Linked DNA regions of Mus musculus: region 2 is linked to region 1. The links are chromatin contacts, called in public Hi-C maps. All regions are on one chromosome and are shown on one strand. Each heading gives the region's core, a stretch centred on a gene start, on an enhancer-like site or on the middle of the called end of the contact. The rest is flanking DNA. Distances are from core to core; before and after follow the strand shown.

Region 1 (6,729 bases), core at 1,637-4,136:
AGTTTATTGATATGATGTGATATGATATGATATGATATGATATGATATGATATGATATGAGGGTTAATATAAAATTCTAGGTTCAATATGAAGACTTTCATGTTTTTTTAAAGATATCAATAGTTTGGTTGGTTGGCTAAAGCATTTGTCCAGAGATGGCCTACTGAAAAGATCTTGGAGATGCCTGGCATTCCTTGGCTTATCATTGATGATGGAATTTTAAAGCTCAGGGAAAGTGCAATGCAAGAGTGGTCTGCTGTATAAAACCTAATCCTCCACAATGGCAAGGTCCAGTAGACATGCCCTTCTCTAATCCTATAAGACACAAAATGGTGAGAGGAGCACCAGCACCTTTGAAGAGCTTTGTGGTCACTGTTTTTCTTGTGCCAGACCTTAGGTAGGAAGATGGCATTGCTTGGTTAGATGAATCTAATACAATTGTGCCTTGAAGTAGAAGGGGCCAGGTGACAGCACTGAATTGCCAAGGGCAAGGTCATGGTAATTGCCATAGTGGGCAGCACGGACGAAACAATGTCCATAATAGTCTGACTAATGATGGGCAGCAGAAGTGAACTGAATTTTATGGTGGTATGACTCATGTGGTACTAGCTAATCAGTCATAGTGTTCCCAGGTATGACATAAATGAGAAGCCTACTTCATTTTCCTTTGACCTGTAGAAGCATAAAAATTCTCACATAAATAGAGAAAAACTACCTTACATCATGGCTGAAAGAAATATTGGTCTGTGGTCCAGTTTCCATATTTGAGCCAGTTTGTAGATTCAGAACTCCCTGAATAAAGGAAAGGACAGATCCTCTGGAGGAAAGACTTTGCTCAAATATCAAAGAGTTCTCCAGTCCTTCCCCAGAGGGACCTACAGCCTTATATAAAGAGAAACTGTACACTGGGGAAAAGCAAACAACCAGACTTTCTGGTGTCTAGTGTCTATTGAATACTGGTTCAGAATTGATGCTGAATCCAGGAGAACTCACGAAGCATTGTGGCCTTCCAGTTAAAGTAGAGGCCTGAAGACGTCAGGTAATTAATGGAGTTTTGGCTGAGTCTGACCCACAGTAGGTCCAATAGGTACCCAAACTTATCCCATAGTTATTTCCCCAGTTCCAGAATGTGTAATTGGGATAGATACACTTAGAAGTGGGCAGAACTCCCTGACCTGTAGAGTGAAGGGTTTTATGGTTAGAAAGACCAATGGAAACCATTGGAGTTGCTTCTACCACAGAAAATAGTGAACCAAAACCAATATTACATCCAAAAAGGAATTGCAGAAATTAGTGCCACTATCAGGGACTCAAAAGATGCAGGAGTGGCGGTTCTCACCACATCTCCCTTTATCTGTCAGTGCAGAAGACAGATGGGTCATGGAGAATGGCAGTTGACTATCAAAACTTTAATCAAATAGTGACTCTGATTACAGTAGCTGATGTGCCTGACATGGTTCCTTTCCTTGAGAAGATTAACACAACTCCTGGTGTATAGTATATAGCTGTTGATCTAGCAAGTGACATTTTCTCTGTGCCTGTCCATAGTAACTACCAGCTTGCTTTTAGCTGACAAGGCCAACAGTGTACCTGTACAGTTCTACCTCAGGAATAGATGTGTTTCCTATCCCAGTGTCATAATTTAGTTTGAAGAGGTCTCGATTGTTCATCTCTTCCACAAATGACATGCTGATTGGAACAAGTGAGGAAGAGGTAGCAACCACTTTAGACAGGGTAACACATATGCACATCAAAGGATGGGAAACAAATCCAACTAAAATTCAAAGGCCTTCTACCTCAGTGAAATTTTTGGGAGTTCAGTGGTCTGGGGCTTACAGAGATATGCCTTTTAAAGTTAAGGATAAGTTATTATAGCTCTACCACCAAGAAAGAAACACGCCGTTTAGTGGGCCTGTAGACAACACATTTCTTTCTTGGGTGTGTTACTCCAGCCTAAACACCAAGTGACTCAGAAAGCTTTTTAGCTTTGTGTGGAGCCTAGAATAGGAGAAGTTTCTTCAACAGATCTAAGCTGTTTTGAGGGTGCTCTACGACTTGGACCATATAATCCAACAGACTTGCTGGTACTTGAGATGTCTGTGGCAGATGGGGATCCTGATTGGAGCCTTCAGCAGGTAGGTCCCTACAGGTGAATAGCAAAGGAGACCTTTGGGATTTTGGAACAAGGCTCTACCATAATCTGCAGACAGCTAGTCTCCTTTTGAGAGATAGCTATTGGGCCTCACTGAAAACTGAACATTTGACACAGGCCACCAAGTTACTGTATGACCTGAACTTCTCATCATGAGCTGGATAGTTTCTGACCTGCAAAGTTATAAAGAAGGACATGCATAGAAACAATCCATTATCAAATGGAAATGGAAACCACCCATGAACAAACTCACTCTAAAAAAATCCCATATAAGTGTACATGTGTACTAATTTGTATATTCATTCTATCAATTTTGTTCTCTATGGAATCCTAATCATGGAAATGTGTATTTTCACATCTCAATTATATTTGTTTTATTGAAAAGAAAAATCAGGAAGCAGAGATGTTTTTATTAGCACTTCTTATCCTAGGATGCTTTGATGGACATGTCAAGGTTACCCATAAGCCTAAGAACTGTAATTTGACCCCTCTGCTCTAGAATTCTCTGTAAGAACCTCTCCAAGGGCTGATCCATCCCCACTGTGTCCCTGGCAATGTTTATCAGGGGACTTGCACCAGGATATTCTGGGGGAGCTAAGTGTACCACGATTCCCTAGGGAAAAGAGGTTTCCCCTTTCACAACATAATCTGTGTTTGTGGAGAGCTCCTGCTGCCCACAGCTGGTCCACGGGCTAAGCCCTGTCGCAGTTTCCAAGGGGAGACACAGCAGGCACCTCATGTTCTTCTCTGTGGTGGCTGAAAGCCACACATGGGACTGAGCCAACCAGGGGAGGATGAGTCAAGCCTACAGATTAAAACTCTCATAAACGCAGGTGGAAATGAGTTATCAAGTCAGTCTCCTGGTGTGTAAGTGGTACTTTCTGATACCTACTTTAATAAATTACATCTCCAGTGCGCTATTTGCATAGCTATTAAATATCCTTATTATGAGGATAGGAAATTAAGAAGAAAGGGTTAGAAGCTCAAGCCGAGTGTTAGTCTAGCGCAGTGGGAATGCCAGAAGTGAAGCCAGCTCTCTGCTCACTTAGCTAGGACTTGAGGGAGAAGCTTTTGAGCCTCACAACAGCAGCTCTGCTCCTAACTATTCACCCTACAGATGTGTTCCACACAGCCCAGTTAACAAAGATTTTATGAGAATGTTCATCAGGGATCATTTGGGTATTTCAACCAGCCACTGGATAAATACAGATATACGCACGGTGATATCCTTGAAAGAAAGCTTTTTAAAGAAAGAGGCAAAGTGACTTTTAAAAACTACCACCACAAAATGAGCATTTGACATGATAAATAAATAAATTAATTTTATTTAGTCACACACACAATGTCTCACATTGTATTCTGTGGATATATAGGTATATTTTGTCAATATGCAATAATATTACAAAAGCTGCAGACCTTCTTTTACCCTGTATTTATATTTTAAGCTTAACAAATCACAATGCTAACTCACTAACAAATCAGTGTAACACGATGAGAGAACTACTGAGATATGTCGAGATGCTTGAATCCCTCCAGACCGTTTTTAACTTTTCTTGGCAAGATCCCCAGTTACATCTGTTCAAAACATTGGACACTCACTCCCTCTCCGACCCCACCCCTCATTCAGCTCACAGAGTCATTTTCCAAAATAGTTAGGACTGTGTTGTTTATGCCTGAACAGTCCCAGGGTCCACAGTGGGTAGATAAATAAACAAGTGTGTCAGATGGTGGCTGCCCTATAAAGAAAATGCAGCAAAGCAGGGCTAAGAGTGAGGTACAATTAATCCCAGCACTCGGGAGGCAAAGGCAGGCAGATTTCTGAGTTCGAGGCCAGCCTGGTCTGAGTTCCAGGACAGCCAGGGCTATACAGAGAAACCCTGTCTCTAAAAACAAAAACAAAAACAAAAAAAAATCAACCAACCAACCAACCAAACAAACAAAAAAAGACATTCTAAGGGAAAGGCTTGTTGAATCAACATTTGAATGAAGACTGAAGGGATTTAGTAAATCGGCACAAGGCTATCAGGTGGAAGTGATCTCCAGGCAGAGGAGCAATAAGTGCAAAGGCCCTGGGGTAGAGTGTGCGTAACCAAACAGTATGATGAATTCCTTTCAAACTTTCACTCCGAGTGTACACAGATCAACTGTGGGCTTGACGCATACATCAGTATGGTAGATTTTGATCTACTTCCTGTTTTGTTTTATTTTTTAATTCCTAGGGTTAAAAGATATTAACCAAGATGACCCTTTTATTCTCTTAAGTAAATGAGGATTCCAACTTGTGAAAAAGAAATATAAAGGAACATAAAGCATTATGTAATAAAAGAAACCATCAAGTCAAAGGCTATGCAAATCTAAGTCATGGAGAGGGCCAGGATCGAGCCCCAGCAAGCAACAGAACACGGCAGCTTTGGCCATATGGTTCTGGCTTTATCAAGAGAGAAACAGGAGTAAAGTAGTTGTGAGATCTTCCTGTGTGGTTAGGGAAAGCTGCTAAAATCCAGTGTATGGCAGGCGAGCCCCTGCATGGAGGTCTGGAGAAGCCATTGTGTGAAGCTGTGAAAGTGAAGCCTGATCGCTTTGGAAACTTCAAGATGTTGGAGATGCCAATGACATGAAATACATGTCAAGGAATATTGCAGACAGGATGTGCAACCAGCCCAAAAGAGAGAACTGTGTTGCAGTCAACAAATTTGCATGGAGTAAGAGATATGATGAACCATCTATGAGGCCCTTAGACATCAGGCATAGAGATAGAAAATTTAGAGTTTTTCCTGCTGAGTTTCTGTCCTTGGTACAGCACTTCCACACTTATGTCCCATTTCCTTCCTTTTGGAATGGTAATGTATATTCTGTGCCATTGTGTGTTGAAAAGGAGATGATCTGTTCTTCTTCTTCTTCTTCTTCTTCTTCTTCTTCTTCTTCTTCTTCTTCTTCTTCTTCTTCTTCTTCTTCTTCTTCTTCTTTCTCCTTCTCCCTCCTCCTCCTCCTCCTCCTCCTCCTCCTCCTCCTTCTTCATCTTCTTCTTCTTTTGTTGATGTTGTTTGGTTGTTGTTTAATTTTACAAGGGGTTAAAGCTAAGGGGTAGTTTTGAGTCTCAGAAGAGACTTTGGTCTTTTAAGCAATGCTAAGACTGTGAAAGACTATGGTGACTCTTGAAGTTAGACTGAATGCATCTGCACTGTGATATGAATAAAAGCCCAGGGAGTGGAATGTGGAGTTTGAGTGAGAATGGCCCCCATAGACTCATATATTTGCATGCTTGGTTCCCAGTTGGTGGAACTGTTTAGGAAGAATCAAGAGGTTTGGCCTTGTTGGAGGAGGTGTGTCACCGGGGGTGGACTTTGAAGTTTTCATTGCTCATGCCAGGCCTAGTCTCTCTTTCTGCCTGAGCCTGTGGATCAGAATGTAAGCTTTCAACTGCTGCTTCATCCATGTCTACTTGCCCTAATGCCACCATGTTCCCCGCCATGATGATTCCTAGACTAACCCTCTGAAACTGCAATTAAGTCTCCAGTTAAATGCTGTCTCCTAAAAGTTGCCTTTTGCATGGTGTTTTTCACAACAGAGCAGTAACCAAGACAGGGACTTAGTACTGCAGCTCAGTTTGGGGAAAGAAGTGAGGATACTAAGATTTGCAAAAATTTATAAGATTATCAAGAAATAAAGGAAGGAAGGGAGAGAGAGAGAGAGAGAGAGAGAGAGAGAGAGAGAGAGAGAGAGAGAGAAATTGAGAGAGAGAGAAAGAGAGAGAAGAGAATGGCAGGTGGCAGGGATCTGTGTGGAATAGAAATAGTCCTTTATTGGAAATTACAGAATCTAGCAAAGGAAACTGAGAACAGAACCAAGAAAAGCAGAAAGAAGCCTACATAGATGACAGCATGGAGGTCAAGGGTCAAAGCATCTCTAAAAGCTGCTGCTAGGGGTCCAGTTGAAGTTTCTGCTAGTCCACTCTTGGGAAAAGTCTACTACAGAGTCAGAATGTCTATTTTTTTAAAGGGTCTCTTGATATACAATGTAAACTCTAGTTACATTTAATAAAGAAAAATTGCAAAAATTACTAATTCAGCACCAAAATAGAGATTTTTTTAAAGCACATAATTATTCATTCAGAAATGTCCTCCCAATGCCAAACACTTAAATGTTTTCAAATATCTCAGTGTTTGGCATCATTAAAAACCAAATGGACAGATGTTTAGCAGTCTATTTCTTTCCACAAATCATCCTGGCATTTAACATCATGTGTGAAACACTCCAGAACTTTCCAACCTTGCTGGCCCGAATTGCCATCTTTTTCACTGAATGCAGTGGTTTCCCCTGCATTTTATGCATTGTTGGTTTTCTAAGTCTCTTAGCATCTGACAATGTTCTGAGACCTGCAGATAAAATGCCACATGCATTCCCTCCTACCACTGAATCCAGACAAATTTTTTAGTTAGTAACATAAGCGCTCCAAGTTCCCCATATTGAGTTTTGCCTGTTGCCAAGGTGACAAAACCCTGGGACTGGTTACTATTCCAAAGCACACAGCCAGACTTCCGTCACTATGATCTATTCCATTTTCTGTTTAATTCCAG
Region 2 (6,729 bases), core at 2,289-4,788, 310 kb after region 1:
TCAATAGTATTGGTGTTTGTTTATTCTTTGAAGGTCTGGTTGAATTTTGTGCTGAATTCTTCTGGACTTTGCATTTTTCAGCTTAGAGATTTTTAATTGCTGGCTCATTTTCATTGGATGTTAAGGGTCTATTTAAGTAATTTATTTAATCTTATTTTTAGTATTAATAGGCCATATACATATACCTAGAAATTCATCCATTTTCTTTTAGATTTTCTAGTTCTGTGGCGTCCAGATCTTTAGAATGTTTCGGCGAGTCTCTGAATCTCCTCAGGGCTTGTTGTGATGCCTCCTTTTCCTCTCTTAACTTTATTATTTGGAACCTCGGTTTCTTTCTTTCAGCTAATTTGGCTAAAGATTTTCCAGCATTGTTACTCTTTCCAAAGAATGTTTTCTGTTTCATTAATTCTTTGTATTGGTTTTTGTTTGTTTCAGTTTCATTAAGTTTAGCCCTAATTTTGATGATCTCTTCTAGACTACTATGTTTGGTTATTCTTTGTTTTGCTTTTCCAAGGCCTTCAGATGTATTATTAAATTATTAACTTGAAATCCCCCAATATTTTGATGTAGGTCCTTGTTGTGTCCCATAGGTGTTTATATTTTATTCTATTCCAGGAATTAAAAAATTTTTCTTCTTGATTTCTTCCTTGACTCAGTTGCCATTTTGTAGTGTTGGTGGGTTTCTCTGTGTAGCCATGGCTAACCTGGAACTCAGTCTGTAGATCAGGCTGGCTTTGAACTCATAGAGATCTGCTTGCCTCTGTCTCACAAGTACTTGGACTAAAGGTGTGCACCATCACTGCATTGCTGATTTCCATGAGTTTATATATTTCCTTTAAGATTTGTTGCGGTTGATACTAGCTTTATTTTATTGTGGTAAGATGAAATGCAGGGTAACTACTTCAGTTTTCCTATATTTGTTGTAATTGCTTTGTGTCCCAGGATGTGGTGGATTTTGGAGAAATTTCATGGGCTGCTGAGAAGAATGTGTTCTGTAGTGTTGGGTGGGACATTCCGTGGGTGTCTGTTAGGTTCATTTGACTTGACATCATTCAACTCCAGAGCTTCCCTGTTTAGGTTTTCTAAATGGTCTGTCTGTTGGTGAGAGCCAGGTATTGAAATACCCACTTATCACTGTGTTGATATTGGTGTGTATGTGTGTGTGTGTGTGTGTGTGTGTCTGTGTGTGTGTGTGTGTGTTTAAAAAGTCTACTACAGGTTCTTTTATGAAATTGGGTGCTCTGGTTGGTGCATATATATTTAGAATGATAATATCTTGTGGGTGGATTTTTTTCCTCTAATGAAGCTAAAATGCTCCTCCTTATGTCCTTTGACTAGTTTTGTTTGAGGTGTAGTTCACCAGATATTAGTAAAGCTACACCAACACGTTCTTAGTTCCATTTATTTGGAATACCATTTTCCATTCTTTTATCTTAAGGTGGTGTCTGCTGTTGATAGTGAGATATGTTTCTTAGCAGCAGAAAAAAGAAAGGTGGATCCTATTTTGTAATCCAAACTGGTAGTAGTCTATGTATTTTTACTGGAGAATTGAGACCATCAATATTCAGAGTTAGTATTGAAAGGCACATGAATTGTCTGGTTTTTTTTGCTTTGTTTTGTTTTGTTTTTTTGTTTTTTTTTCTTCTTCTATTTCTATCCAGGTCATAACCAAGGACATTTCCAGCTACTGGCCAAGGACATAAACCTTGGTTCCTTTTCCTAAATCTGCTTGACCAGTTTCTATCTCCCTTTCTTTCCATTGACGTCTTTCTGTCTCACAGACTTCATTGTACTTTTCAAGGCAGTCTCTCATTGAAGCTGGAATTCACTGATTGGCTAGACTGGCTGGTCAATAATTGTCAGGAATCCTCCTTTCCTACCTCCCCAGTTTTGGGCTGAGTAATTTTGTTCTGCTAAGGCTGGCAAGCATAGGAGACAGTTTAGTATGCTGGGGCCCCAATGTGGTTTTGGGCTATGTGCACTCCCTCTCTTGTACTAATGCACTTGGTAGCCTACTTTTCACTTACAAGTACTATATTCACTCATTCCCTTCCCAACAACACATCTGACAACTTAGTCTCCTACTTGCATTAGGTACACACATGCCATTTCTCAAACAATAGTGTCAGCTTTTCTAACCCTGATAGCAATCAAGCTTGCAGTTTCTATTCAAGTGTATTCTCAGCATATCTGGGTGTGAATACTAGAAGGACTAATCTAACCCGAACTAGTTTGAGATGTAGGTGTACAGTAAAGCAAACTGTGTCCTCCTTTTACCTTTTTATTGCCTGTACATAACTGGTCATGCATATGTTGAAATCAGGTATATTATAGAAAGGGTTGTGCACAGTAAGAAAAGGGAGTATAGAACCCAATCTATCAGTAATGTCAGAGAACCACCCAAGCTATGTGCCTTAGTAGAAGCAGCCCCCCTCTCTCTTTAGACCCCATAAAAAGAGACCCCAGGCAGTAGCCTGGGCCCTAGAATAGCCTCATTCCTGTGGTCTGCTAGCAATCTTGACAGCATGTCTTTTTAAATCTGTACTATTGTTTTGCTCCAAATAAAGTTCCCTTGCTTCCTCTGAAGATCTAAGTGTGTCCTTATTTTCAATCCTTTGCTAAGAGGTGCTTTGTTTAAGGAGACCATCTACTAGTTACCTTGAAAATTTATCGAGATGCCATGGGATACCTGCCTATAAGTTATTGGCCAGAGAGACCCTAGACGAACCTCAGCCTGTTGCCATAGCTCTTGATTACCCACTGGAACTAGATGGAAAGATCCTATTGCTGAAGATACAACACATTGGTTGTGGACATATAGAGAAACCAAACCAGAACTGACCTTAAAACTTCCTCTGTTGGCTAGCTACCATAGTGCTGGAAGGGACTATCTGGCCATATGAGGAGAAGAGCTATCCATAATATTACCCATTGGTGAACTGACTTGCTAAGGCAAGATGTGCCCACTGGTGTAGTAGTGGCCTGGCTGTTATAGTGAGAGGTGGCTAACCAACCACTTTTGAATTGGATTTGAGGTCTGCTTCACAGGAAATAATTCTTTTGCCTTGTACTATAAGTCTGGTCAAAGGCCCTAGAGGAGAGCATTACTGTTGTTGCCTTGCTATATGAACATGTTGTCATGCCTTCTAAATATTTATATTTATATCCTAGATTAGTGGCTGCTGCCCTCAGCCTTGGCCAGACAAGCTTCTCTCTATAGTGCTCAACAGTTAATGCAGAGACACCATAAATAGTCAAAGTGCTGAGACTTAAGTGACTACTTAGTGCTTAACCATAAGTAGGACATCTGTGTTTCACATCTCCTCCCCCAGGTCTCAAGGAACGTCATAGAAAAGGAGGGCGGAAAGAATGTAAGAAGAGCCAGAGGGTGGGGAGGAGTGCTGTGTAATGTTGTCTTCTGGGAACCGACAGGGCCACTGCACTCCTGAGCTCACTGAAGCCGTGGTTGCCTGTACAAAACCAAGCCAGCAGGATCAGCCAGTGTTCAGTCCTGCAGCACTAATTAGACTCTGTGGATTACAGAGAGCGGGAGGGAGGAGAGGGATGACTGCAGTGTGTGTGTCCGCCCACACCTCACTGAGGAGGCAGAGCAAGATGGATCTCTGTGAGTTTGAGGCCAGCTTGGTCTACAAAGGAGTTCCAGGACAGCCAGAGCTCTGTTATACAGAAAACCCTGTCTTGAAAAACAAACAAACAAACAAACAAACAACCCTCCAAGTGATATATTGTTTAAATTATTACATTGCCAAAGAATAACTAAAAGGTATTCTCTTAATAAAGAAAAAAGAAAGTTCTTAAGATTGCCTTGGTGATTTCATGAGGTGTGAAATGCATGCATTCAATGTGTGGTGAACTAGCAGCTCAGTTCATGAGGACACCGGGGTGAGTTCAGTGGGAAGCTCCGGGGCGTGCGACTTGGAGCTGCATTCTGGGTCTAATGCAGAATGCACGGTGTTTTGTTATCTTCCCAGGAAAGAGAGGCCTTATTTGGCTTTCGGTTTAAGAGAGAACACAGTCTGTTGAGGTGAGGAAGACATGGTGTCAGGAGCATGAGCTGGCCACACCTCCTCTGCGGTCCCAAGCAGAGGTGAATGCTGGCACTCAACACTGTCTCTCTTCTTCACTTTCTATTGAGCTCAGGACCCCAGCCCATGAGGTGGTGCTGCCCACATCCAGAGTGGTCTTGCCTCCTCAGTTAACGCTTTCAGAAAACCTGACAGACATCCCAGAGGTGTGTTTCCACTGTTGATTCTAAATCCAGCCAGGTTAACATAGAGAGTGCATGGCACCCCCTCATCTCACTAGCGGAGGGCTAGCTGCAGCCTCCATTTGAACTCAAGAATTGTGTTATGATTGCTGTCTGTATAAAGAGAATTCTTTGAAATAGAAATGTAAGCAGTGAGTTAATCCGGCGGCTGTATTTCTTTACCTTTGCCAGTTCCTAATAACCACGCAGAGAAACCCAAGATTGATTTCAAGCTGCATCTCAGTACTGAGCAGTCAAATGATCTGTAATAACCCCGTGCTCATCTGGCTCCCTCCCAGCCTCATCCCGTGATCCTTGCATATTTTTATTGATCTGGCTTTTGGGCTTCCGATGTTTTTTACTCATGGTGGCTTCTCAGACCTTCTATGATGGATCTGAATCCTCCCTCCCTCCTTCCCCTGGCTGGAGGAAGCTTCCGCTGTATTCTGTCTTCTGCCCAGCCATTGGGTGATCAGCATTTATTGACAGGGCAGAGTAAAAGGTAAGAATGTTTACACAAACTTGAAACAGGAGATTCTTGACTTAAGCGTTACAGTGCCATGTCCAGATTGAAACGAGATGTGAGGGAGAGAAGTGGCATTCGAATAGCACAAGGATAACCTTTACACAGTGCACAAATGCATTATGCCTGCAGTGTGTCCCAAGCTCATTTGTCCTTCCTTAGGGTAACAGTCAACTGTCTAATTCATTCCACTGGTGGTAAATGTAATAAGCTTTTGAAAGGGATATCTTAGCTGGGCAGTGGTGTCACAAGCCTTTTTAATTCCAGCTCTCAGGAGTTCGATGCCAGCCTGGTCTACAGGGTGAGTTTCAGGACAGCCAGGGATACACAGAGGTGAAACCCTGTCTCAAACAAACAAATACACAAACAAAACAGAAAACAAAAAGTCTTTAGCTGTTTTTTTTTCCCTCCCCATGTGTCCTGATGAGAGTGCTTTAGCACCAAGAGAACCACAGGTGACACCTGTCAATGCTGGTCTGCCTTCCAGACAGGCAGGAGGAGAGCAGAAGGCAGAGGCATCCGTCAACTGCACCTGTGCTCGTTCCGAGCTTCCTGGAAGCTCAGTCAGTGACTTCTGCTCACATCTCCTTAACCAGAAGTGTCTCAGCCCTCACTCACACAGGCTGGCCCATGCCCCCCTCAGTGTAATTTGGTGGGAAAAAGTTTTGAGAAGAATTTATACCATTGTTGTCTATAAAACTAGAGGGACTTGGGAAGAATAGAATATCTGAACATTTATTGGAAGCCTGCTTCACACTGACACAGTGCTGGTTCCTGTAGAGTGACAGCGCTCTGAGAGGCTGTATAGACATTTAAATATGAGATTAAATAAGCTTAGTTAGGACCCAAAGAGCCAAAAGGGGAGAATTAATTGTATTATTTGTGAAAATATTCACTTAGCTGACATAAGCTTAGAGTTAATTTAAAGAATGATGTCTTGAAATCCTGAAATTATAACAGGAAATTTCGGAAAGTATAAGCTACATTCATTTTAAAAAGTCAATGTTAAAAGCCAGTCTTATAAATGAGAGCCTGGAGGAAAATATATTTGTAATATATATTTAAAACTATGATTGTTCAAAATACAGTCCCTATAAATAAATAATAATAAAAACTAAATTTTACTGAAAATCTGAACACAAAGACATTACAAAAATGTTGGATATAAATAATTGGACATTAGAACGTCAAAGAAACACTGAAACACCACTGAGATTCTAGTCTTAGCAGATGTTTTAAAAATTGTTATTTTCCAGTCTTGTAATGCTCTGAAGAGAAAGGGGCCCTCCGTCATCTTGGAAACCGTTGGGCTGCACATCCTGACTAATGCATACAGCATAGCCTCCGGCTGGGCATGTTTCAGACAGTGGCGATCATGGTTTCACACTGTGATTAAGAAAGGGTGAGACAAGCTTTGTGTCTGGGAAGGCATGGATAGCTCAATTGTTTGGGCCAGGCAGTTATTAACAGGTAACTAACAGTGCAGTAATTAACAACAGCATTGACTATGGGCTATTAAATAAGCAGGTTGCAGAATAATGTGTAAGCTGTTTTGTGTCCTCTCTTAAATTCCATGTCCACCTAAAAACATGTAGAAGTCTTGTTAATGGTTTTTGTTTGAAACAAGATCTCATTGTATAGTCCTGGCAGTCCTAGAACTCACTGTGCAGACCAGGCTGGCCTTGAACTCAGAGATCTGCCTGCCTCTGCCTCCCAGTGCTGGAATGACAGGCCTGTGCCACTACTCCCCGTCATTGTTCATTTTTGATGCTTATTGTTTTGAATTTTTAAGGTTTTACTCTATGTGTATGAATGTTTGACCTGCAGGTATATGTATGAACTTTGTGAGTGCCTGGTACCCAAAACGGTCAGAACAAGGCATCAGATCCCCTGGGCCTGGAGTTCTGGATGGTTGTAAGCCATATGGGTGCTGGGAACT

What was found. Hi-C and Micro-C count contacts between places; a contact is called where the count stands out from the background.
Region 2: a contact with region 1 is called in a Hi-C map of muscle stem cells, with 2.3 times the contacts expected there. The contact joins two enhancer-like sites. A contact is called at or near these places in 1 of 39 promoter capture datasets (the 3T3-L1 cell line), 2 of 484 Hi-C or Micro-C datasets (muscle stem cells and nephron progenitors) and 1 of 115 datasets of contacts at active chromatin or transcription factors (fibro-adipogenic progenitors).

Annotation. Positions count from the first base shown.
Region 1 is chr14:62,533,410-62,540,138 of GRCm38.p6, forward strand. No RefSeq gene overlaps it. Among named protein-coding and RNA genes, the nearest start is that of Gm24625, 16 kb to the left of the region's middle. Within about 2 kb of position 2,887, at least 6 of the 459 cell types and tissues checked have an H3K27ac peak or open chromatin away from gene starts, as enhancers often do. A contact at or near this core is called in muscle stem cells, where this site is marked.
Region 2 is chr14:62,847,718-62,854,446 of GRCm38.p6, forward strand. All of the region lies in intron 1 of Wdfy2 (WD repeat and FYVE domain containing 2), which reads left to right. Among named protein-coding and RNA genes, the nearest start is that of Gm26536, 13 kb to the left of the region's middle. Within about 2 kb of position 3,539, at least 84 of the 459 cell types and tissues checked have an H3K27ac peak or open chromatin away from gene starts, as enhancers often do. A contact at or near this core is called in muscle stem cells, where this site is marked.